Regions from separate parts of the Mus musculus genome. Here all the other regions are linked to region 2. The links are chromatin contacts, called in public promoter capture Hi-C maps. All regions are on one chromosome and are shown on one strand. Each heading gives the region's core, a stretch centred on a gene start, on an enhancer-like site or on the middle of the called end of the contact. The rest is flanking DNA. Distances are from core to core; before and after follow the strand shown.

Region 1 (2,860 bases), core at 52-2,551, 1.3 Mb after region 2:
AACCCTAGCACTTGGGAGGTGGAGGTCAAGGGATGGGAGTTCAAGGTCATCTAAGGCTACAGAGAAAGACTGAGCTGGAGGCCAATCTCAGATGCACAGAATCCTGCCAAGGAAGGAGAAAGAGAAGAAAAAGAGAAGAGGAAGAGAAGGAGGAAAAAGTAAAAGCAAAGGGGAATCTGTACTGCTATGGAGTGGGTGGGGTGGGTAGAGGAGAGCGAAGGGCCCAGAGCAGCCAGGTTCATTTTCACCCACTACTTTAAATTTCAAGGCAGCTTGCAAGCTTTCTGCAAATGGGGATAACCAAGAAAGCTAAACATAGCAGTGAGCTGTCTGCTCTGATATCACGGACTCCTGGTGCCATTCAGAAGCAAGCAGCAGCTGGCAGCAGAGGGTGAGCCAAAGCCACTGGGGTAAGGACAGCTGGAGGCCATTAAAATATATGAAATGCAGGGAGCTGTCCAGGCTTAACCCTTAACGACAGAAAATAAAACTGTTTGTAGTTTTGATCTTTATTGCAAAGTATCCTGCCAGGTTTTATTCTAGAAACAAAGAAGACATTCACTCACTTTGATTATACCAATTTAAACGACGTGGACAATAGTCTGCTCACAAGCTCCGTGTGCTCCTTGGCGAGGCTAACAGAGTCGAGGGTGCACCTATCTCAGCATATAATGCACTCACCTATCCTAGCAGCTTGTGTCAACTGTCTGAAGCCGTTTTCACTCCCAGTCTCTACCCCTTTCACTCCAATTCCTCAGCCAACCATTTAAAGTATCGGTAGGTTCAAATCGCCATGACCCCTGGACCTCACTTAGCCCACTCAGCACAGGCCTTGGTTTTCAAGAAACCCAGAAGCACCTTATCCGGGTGGGTGGCCAGATTCCAAATTTCAAGGCTTTGGGGAGCCTGTGAGTTATGGTGCACTTCCCTACTAGATGAAACGACACGCCTTGTTTAAGCAACTTTGGCGCCTTTGCGATCTGGGGCACCACAGGATCAAACGGGGATTTGCTATCCCTGGATACTTGGGAGTGCCCAGTCCCAGGTTCTCGCCCCCAGGCATTGCCTCCACGGGGGTGGGGGGTGGGTAGAAGGCCAGGAGTTATCATCGCTCCCTTCCTGCGTCACCAAAACAAGGCGACAAGACTATTAGAGTTCCCAAGGGCTATGTAGCCGTAGGCAGCAAGTGTCATCATGGGAGAAACAAGAACGCGGGATGACCAAGGGATTCCCCAGAGCCCCAAAGACTCACACACTTACACTCAGGGCGGCGGGGCCTCCTCGCTTGCTGCTCACAAACCACGACTCCCACAATCCCGTCGTGAAAACTACAAGTCCCGAAATGCACCGCTCGGAACGGAAGCGCCATCTTGAAAGGCACCACTTGATACGCAGGCGCAGTGGCTTTAGGGCGCCCGCAGATTCGCTAGTATTAAGGAGCGTGTTTCTCCAAGCGCAGGCGCTATGGGCTTCAGGCCAGTTGCGCAGGAATCTGAGGCTACTGCAGAAATCCAAGTAGGAACCCTGAGGGTGGTCCGCAGGGGTTAGGGTTCGGCCTAGGACCCTTTGTTCATGTCCACTGGTCATTGACTCCTGTTCTATACAGCTGAAGACAATAGGTCCCAGGTTTTTTGTTTTGTTTTCCAGGCTTAGCATTCCTCCAAGGGGACAGACAAGAAGAATGCATCCCGGTTGAGATAACCGATAGATACCCAGATTTTAGGTTCCCAGTTTCATTTCTAGCCAGTGAATCCCCAAAGTGCCGGGTGGGGAGACGCAGACAGCAGCCCTGTCCAAGGCTCTGGAGAGGCAAAGTTCTCACCGAGACCTCCACCTCATCTCCCTCTTCTGTGGAGGGGGGAGCGGATGCCCGGTGCTGACACTAATTGCGGGGTGAATTCTTGGACCCAAGAAAGTTAGCTTCAGATCTCATCATGCCTCTTTGTGGAGATGAAGTTGAAAATGTTAGCGTGCAGAGGGTTTCACAGACCTGGTTGTGCTAACAAGAGAATATCACGTTGAGACTGTCGTTTAATTTAACTCTACAAGGCCTATAAAAGGACACACTATAATTGTAATATTTCACAAATGATGAAACGGAAACACAAAGGATTTTTTTTTCTTTCCCGAGGCTGAGGCCAGCTCGTGCCAGACCTGGGGCTCGCCATAAGTTGCGAGACTGGGATCAGCCCCTATCACCTGTTCCTTTTGCAATAGCTTTGAATCTGCACTGAAGTACTACTCAGATGTGTAGAACTAGCAGACTAAGCAGAAAGACTCTAAAGGGAACATGGATAGAAAAACAACAGCAACCCAGCTGTTTGACTTGGCATTTTCATTTAGAAAGCTTTGGTTGAAGTTGATACTGGAGGGAGAAGCTGGGGTAAATGGATCAACAACTGGATGCCCATCCAACTTGTTAGTTATCTCCTGTTAACACAACAAAATGCTTGACAGAAGCAGCTTAGGTTATCTAGACTAGGTGAGTAGAGTCCACAGCTGGGAGGAGAGTGATGGAGGCTTGACCTCTCTTGGTCTTCTCCTTCAGGTTCCATCCAGGATCCCAGCCCAGGGAATGGTGGCACCCATTTAGAATGTTTTCCCACCTCATGTAACCCAATCTATATAATTCCCACAGGCATTCCCAGAGGTGTGGCTGTTACCCTAGTCTAGATCCTGTGATGTTGCCCATATTAACTACCACATAAAGATGTAGCATTTCTCCTGTTCCCCCTAAGTAAAATTGACTGATTGATGTCCATGTTATAACTATATTTTCCAGTGAGGATGATAAAGTATGTTTAATGAAAGCCTGGATTTAACCACCTGTACGTTTTCCTGGAGAAACAGATAAGCCAAG
Region 2 (2,882 bases), core at 180-2,679:
TCCTGTCTCGGCAGGTTGGACTGGCTGATAGTGGTTATTTCCCGTTCTAATGGAAAGAGCTGTCCTAGGCAACATTCAGTTTCTCAGGCAGAGCCTGCCTGCGCTTCCTGAGTGGAATTTCTTTGTTGAAGTAAAATCAGCACAACTGATTGATACTGATTGATCGGTTCATCCGGGTCATGAACCAGGACGGTGGAGTGGGAAGAGAGCTGCTTAGCGGATGAGTGTGAGTGTCACGGCTGGGAGGAAGCAGGCATCTTTGTTCTGAGGCGTCATTGTTGCTGCAGAGGGAGTAAGCCTGTCGTGAGTGGAAACTTACTCAGCACTCAGGTAGAAGAAGCAGCTAAGCCCTGAGCAAGCCGCCAGAGGCTTCAGTGCCCGGCTTATGTTCATCTGTGTAGGCTGGGACGAGTATAGTATAGTAACTCTCAGGAGACACTGTCTGCCTTCGTAAGGCAGAATATCAAGTATGCTTCCTAGAGACACAAGAGCCAGAGCTGGGGCAGCGAGATGGGACGGGCCAGTGGGTGGAGGAGGGGCTTGCCGTAAAGCTTGGTGACCCGAGTTCAGGCCTCAGGACGTCCAGGGTGGAAGGAGAGAACTGGCTCCGGTAATTTGCCCTCTGCCCTTCCGTATGTATGTGGTACACTGACAACACATGATAAATGCATGCAGGGATTTCTCTGTAAAGAAAAGTGTGAGTGGGGACTTGTCCAGTGAGTTAGGAAGCCGGCTGGCTTTGAGATTGGCCTGTTCTGAGTCCTTGTAGTTGTCTTGTGGTGGCTCTGACTGTAAGCAGTTCATGTGTGTCTTAGTCAGGGTTTCTATTCCTGCACAAAACGTCATGACCAAGAAAAGAAGCAAGTTGGGGAGGAAAGGGTTTATTCAGCTTACACTTTCCACATTGCTGTTCATCACTAAAGGAAGTCAGGACTGGAACTCAAGCAGGTCAGGAAGCAGGAGCTGATGCAGAGGCCATGGAGGGATGTTCTTTACTGGCTTGCTCAGCTTACTCTCTTTTTTTTTTTAAAGATTTATTTATTTATTATTATATGTAAGTACACCGTAGCTGTCTTCAGATGCACCAGAAGAGGGCGTCAGACCTCATCACGGGTGGTTGTGAGCCACCATGTGGTTGCTGGGAATTGAACTCAGGACCTTCGGAAGAGCAGTCAGTGCTCTTACCCACTGAGCCACCTCTCCAGCCCCCAGCTTACTCTCTTATAGAACCCAAGACTACCAGCCCAGAGATGGCACCACCCACAAGGGGCCTTTCCCCCTTGATCACTAATTGAGAAAATGCCTTACAGTTGGATCTCATGGAGGCATTTCCTCAGCTGGAGCTCCTTTCTCTGTGATAACTCCAGCTGTGTCAAGTTGACACAAAACTCGCCAGTACACCGTGTAAACACATGGAACAAGCATTATGTTTAACATGGAGTAGGGCCCAGGGGTTGGCTCAGTGGCCTGCCTGGTCTGGCATGTGCAGGCCCTCTCTGAAGGAAAAGGAAAGCTTGCTTCTGTCAGAGTTACACCCCCAAATCCTTGCTTTTCTTTCTTTTTAAAACACAGAATGGAAGTCTTCTATCACCTCAAAAAACAAAAGAGCCATTGCTTTCTCTCTCCTTCAGAAACGTCCGCCAGGCTTCACAGTTTAGGCTGAGGCTGTGGTCACGGCTGCGGGGACTGCTTTGAATCAGGTGTAACGCAGTATTGCCGTCCTGGGCGTGTGCTGAGGCAGCCTGTTCCTAGCTGGCCCCCAGCAGGGCTAACCCTCTGGCGGCTTCCTCTTAGGCTGTTGATGTGCTTAGGGGCAGCCTGAGCCTCGCGTCTGTGCTTCTGTCCTCCGCCTTGGAAAGCTCACAGCTCTTCAGGGAGCCGGGATCTCAGCGAGCTGTCCTAAAGAGGACACTTGGTGTGAACTGGCAGACACTCTGGTTATCGTGGGCGGCTGATGGGAGGGAGAGGGGCATGTGCTTTATCTGAATCACATCCTAAGTCTGATGGTCTCCTCTCTAATGCAGACATGCTGGTTAAGTTCCTCCCTGCAGCAGATAAGCAGCTCCACAGGAAGATAACCATTTTGAAGGATCATGGCTTTACAGGGTAAGGCTTTTCTGTCTGGAAATTATCCCTTCAGGGAGTTCCCATGGGAATACTCCTGGCTCTGGTTTCTGTAAGTGTGACCCTCCTGTCTCTGTGTTGGCTGTCAGGTGGGTGTTTATTAAGCTCTTAGACTGTAGCAAGTTGGGCTTGTTGTCCTAGGCACTCAAGGGGTGAGAGTCAAGCTTGAAACAGTCCTGTCCGTGACCCAGGCCCGGGTCAGGTGGGGTGGAGCTGCGCTGTCACAGGCCATGCTGGTCCCTAGCAGAACATCAGGGACGGTGACCTACACCGGATCCCCAGCTCTTTCACGTCTTCTTTTCTGGATAAAATCAGGTTTTTTGGGTACACAGCGACAGTGGCTGTTTGCTCTCCGGGATGACCAGGGTCTCTGTGTTCATCTCACTGTAAACGTGTGATGTAGTTACCAGGCCGCTTGCTGTGGTCCCGTGACCAAGTTCAGTGTCTGGCTGAAATTGATTGGAAATGGCTTTTAGCCTTGTCTTAGTTAGGGTTACTAGTGCTGTGATAAAACACCATGACCAAAAGCAAGTCTGGGAGGAAAGGGTTCATTTGGCTCACACTTCCACATCACAGGAACTCAAGCACGGCAGAAGCCTGGAGGCAGGAGCTGATGCAGAGGCCATGGAGGGGTGCTGCTGCACTGCTGGTTTTGTGTGTCAACTTGACACAGCTGGAGTTATCACAGAGAAAGGAGCTTCAGTTGGGGAAATGCCTCCATGAGATACAACTGTAAAGCATTTTCTCAATTAGTGATC
Region 3 (2,876 bases), core at 174-2,673, 1.5 Mb after region 2:
GTATAAAGGGAGGCTTAAGTAATTTCCATTTAATCAGAAACAGTCCCTTTTTAATACTTTCTCGACCCTGACCCCTCTGTTGTTCCTATTCTTTTAACTCTGTAAAACCCAATGAGGAAGGAAGGTAGATAAAGTATTACCCAGAGGTGAGACAATGTTCTCCCGGAGCCAGGGAGTCAGTAAGCTTGGGGGCACAAACTTCAGGACCATCAGGTGGCTCTGGTGTCCTTTCCAAGCCAACCCTGTACAAGGCACACCGAACAATCTCCTCCTGCTGCCTGACTGTTAGCTGTTCACCAGAGCCTAGCCCGTGACCCCTGGCTTAAGTTGATTCAAACTGAAGCCACTACTTGAAATTGACCCAAAGCCTACATGCCCAGGGCTAGAAGAAAGCTGCTTCCAAACGCTCAAAAAAAGGACAACGGTTGCTTTTGTTTTCTTTTAAACTGTACCTGCTAGGGAAGGAGAGTGCGTGAAAGCACACTACATTACCGAATTCTCTCAGAAGAATGGGGATTTCAGCGACGACTGACTGACTCAGAACATAGCTGCCTCCGCCGGCCGCCGACCCCAGTCCGTGACCCGGCTGCTGGTGGTTTATCATCCCTCCAAACCTGAAAGTCCCTACCTCCAGATCAATCAAAAGCTGGGGGAAGGCATGTCTTCGGAAACACAAGCAAGGCCACAACTTGGATGAATAAAACTGGGCTAAGGGCACCCGGAGCAGGATTTCCGCTGGAGTCAGAAAAAGAAAGGTCAAAAGATTTTTTTTTTCTTTTTGGTGTGATAGCGGTGACAAGTGCGTGGGTACACAGCCGGCACTGGCGGGCTTTGGAGGAAGGCTGTAACTGATCGCGGACGCTGAGGGCAGGCGATCGGGACCAGCGGCCGGCGGGGACGACGAGCAGCTTCTCGACGCGTGGGCGCAGAGCGGGGCTGGCCTGGGTTCTCGCGCGTGTGTCCTCCCGCAGTCCTTCCATCGGACTCCGGAGAGCCGGGGTCCGAGGCCCGCCCCGCCCCCTGCTCGGCACACCCCCTCCCGCGACCGCGCACACGCGCGGGCATACACACCCCCCGCCTCCCGCGCGCACGCGGCCGCGCCGAGCGCCTGACCCACGCGCCACCCCCCCACTTTGCGCCCGCGACCACCCGCGCACCGCGCGAGAGGACCCGGTGTCCAGCAGGCAGGACACGCGGGACTGGGAGGCCTAGAGGCGGCGGGGCGCGCCCGCGCGGGAACTCGGTCTGAGGGAAGGTCACTTACCCGCCGCATGGCTTTCAGAATCAAAGCCAACTCGTAGCGGGGCATCGCCCAGGTTGGCGGCGCCGAGTCCAGGAGAGCCGGGGTCGCGAGGGCGGGGACGCGGGGCGCAGAGGAAGACGAGAGAGGAACACGGCCGGTCAGCTCCCGGACGGCGAAAGCACCGTGCGACCCCGCGAGGCCGGGTTTAAAGGCTCCGGCAGCTGCGCAGACGGCTCGCCCCGCCCACCGAGAGCCCCGCCCACCCGGCACCGCCCCGCCCCTCTCCCGGAGGGCGCCTTGCACTTGCACCTCAACGGCTTCCTGCTTGCCCTCCCGGGCCGTGTCTGTGTCCCCCGAGCCTGCGGAGCGTGGACACGGTCTCGAGCAGCCCGTCGGAGGCCGTCTCCTCGCTCGGCACGCACCCGCTCCCCGCCGCCTCCGCGCCTACCAACCTTGGGCTCTGGAACCCGGTGGAACTTTCCAGGCCTCCCCGCCCACCCTCCCTTCCCGGGTGCTAGGCGAGCGAGTGCGCGTGCGCCGCGGTGCGGTGCGGTGCGATGCGGTCTGGCTGCTGTGTGCCCCTCGCCCGCGTCTCCAGGGAGGAAGGCGGGGTGCTAAGGAGTGACTGCTGCACCAAGCCGCAAAGAAACAAGCCTGGAACCGAAGGGCTATGTAGGCATTTGCTGTGTGTGCCTAGCCTGACCCAGAAGCAGGTTAATGCTTCGACTCTCGCCAGTTATTCTTTAAATATTATCCTTGCTTTTCTGGTAAAGGAAACTATGGATTCCCTGAAACACAGGAGTAAGGAGGGGCTTCGTAGAGGGTCCCAGGTCCAGCACTCCACAGCGCGCGCGCACACACACACACCCATACACGCACATATAGAGCTAACTCGGGACTCCCCTCCTTCTGCCCCTGCTCCTGTTTCTTAGCTCTGGAAGGCACTAATTCCGCTGCAATGGTTGTCTTCTGCTCCCACCTTACTCCAACTAAAAGGGTCTTTAAGTGAAATGTTCTTGTAACTTTAAAGTGCTCTAATAATAATTTACTAATAATTTACTGAGGGCTTACTGTCTGTAGCAGGCACGACACTGAGGCTGTTTGTTCTCACTTTAGCTCTGTGAAGCAAATCGTACTACTCGCCCTATTTTAGGTATTAGCAAACAGAAAAATGCAAGGATAATTTAATTAGTCCAAGGTCAAACACAAACGCGTGGAAAGAAAATTTTGTGTCCAGAATGTCTGAAGAATAGTTTCACTGCCTACACTTATGAACCTCACCCCGTCCCCCATCTTACAGGCCAAGATGTTGGTCTTACTCAGTGGCGTTGGACGTCTTTGTAAAGCACACATGGAGACTATCTTTGTCACCTCCTCCACAGACCAATCTCCACAGAAGATTATGGTTTTGAATACAACCTAGGATACCTGGTTTTTTTAACATTTTCATTAACATTTCAAGGTTTGTCCTGTGCCCTTCAACACAAACTACAAAACCACCTACTTAGCATCAGCCACACACCTGGTTGGTTGGATTGTTTTGTTTTGGTTGTTGTTGGGGGTCTTTTTAGTTTGTTTGTTTTGGTTGGTTGGTTGTTTTTTGTTTTTAAGCAGCATGCTACCAAAAAAAAAA

What was found. Promoter capture Hi-C pulls out the DNA fragments that hold promoters and counts their contacts.
Region 1: a promoter capture Hi-C map of liver shows a contact between it and region 2, with 3 times the contacts expected there. The contact joins the promoter of Smim11 here to the enhancer-like site in region 2. A contact is called at or near these places in 18 of 39 promoter capture datasets (the 3T3-L1 cell line, 3T3-L1-derived adipocytes, the C10 cell line and 12 more), 6 of 484 Hi-C or Micro-C datasets (bone marrow-derived macrophages, cerebral cortex, cortical neurons and 2 more), 4 of 115 datasets of contacts at active chromatin or transcription factors (T-cell acute lymphoblastic leukemia, astrocytes, embryonic forebrain and 1 more) and 1 of 9 other capture datasets (liver).
Region 3: a promoter capture Hi-C map of liver shows a contact between it and region 2, with 4 times the contacts expected there. The contact joins the promoter of Slc5a3 here to the enhancer-like site in region 2. A contact is called at or near these places in 9 of 39 promoter capture datasets (the 3T3-L1 cell line, the C10 cell line, cranial neural crest and 4 more) and 1 of 9 other capture datasets (embryonic stem cells).

Annotation. Positions count from the first base shown.
Region 1 is chr16:92,299,744-92,302,603 of GRCm38.p6, reverse strand. It overlaps Smim11 (small integral membrane protein 11), which reads right to left and starts at 1,301. Exons shown (of 4, transcript NM_138743.2): 1 at 1,261-1,301.
Region 2 is chr16:93,587,043-93,589,924 of GRCm38.p6, reverse strand. Setd4 (SET domain containing 4) reads left to right here. Exons shown (of 12, transcript NM_145482.3): 8 at 1-14; 9 at 2,025-2,106. Among named protein-coding and RNA genes, the nearest start is that of Setd4, 15 kb to the left of the region's middle. Within about 2 kb of position 1,429, at least 21 of the 459 cell types and tissues checked have an H3K27ac peak or open chromatin away from gene starts, as enhancers often do. A contact at or near this core is called in hepatocytes, liver and palatal mesenchyme, where this site is marked.
Region 3 is chr16:92,056,869-92,059,744 of GRCm38.p6, reverse strand. Slc5a3 (solute carrier family 5 (inositol transporters), member 3) reads right to left here and starts at 1,423. Exons shown (of 2, transcript NM_017391.3): 1 at 1,265-1,423. Mrps6 (mitochondrial ribosomal protein S6) reads right to left here and starts at 1,409. Exons shown (of 3, transcript NM_080456.1): 1 at 1,265-1,409. The coding sequence starts at 1,309.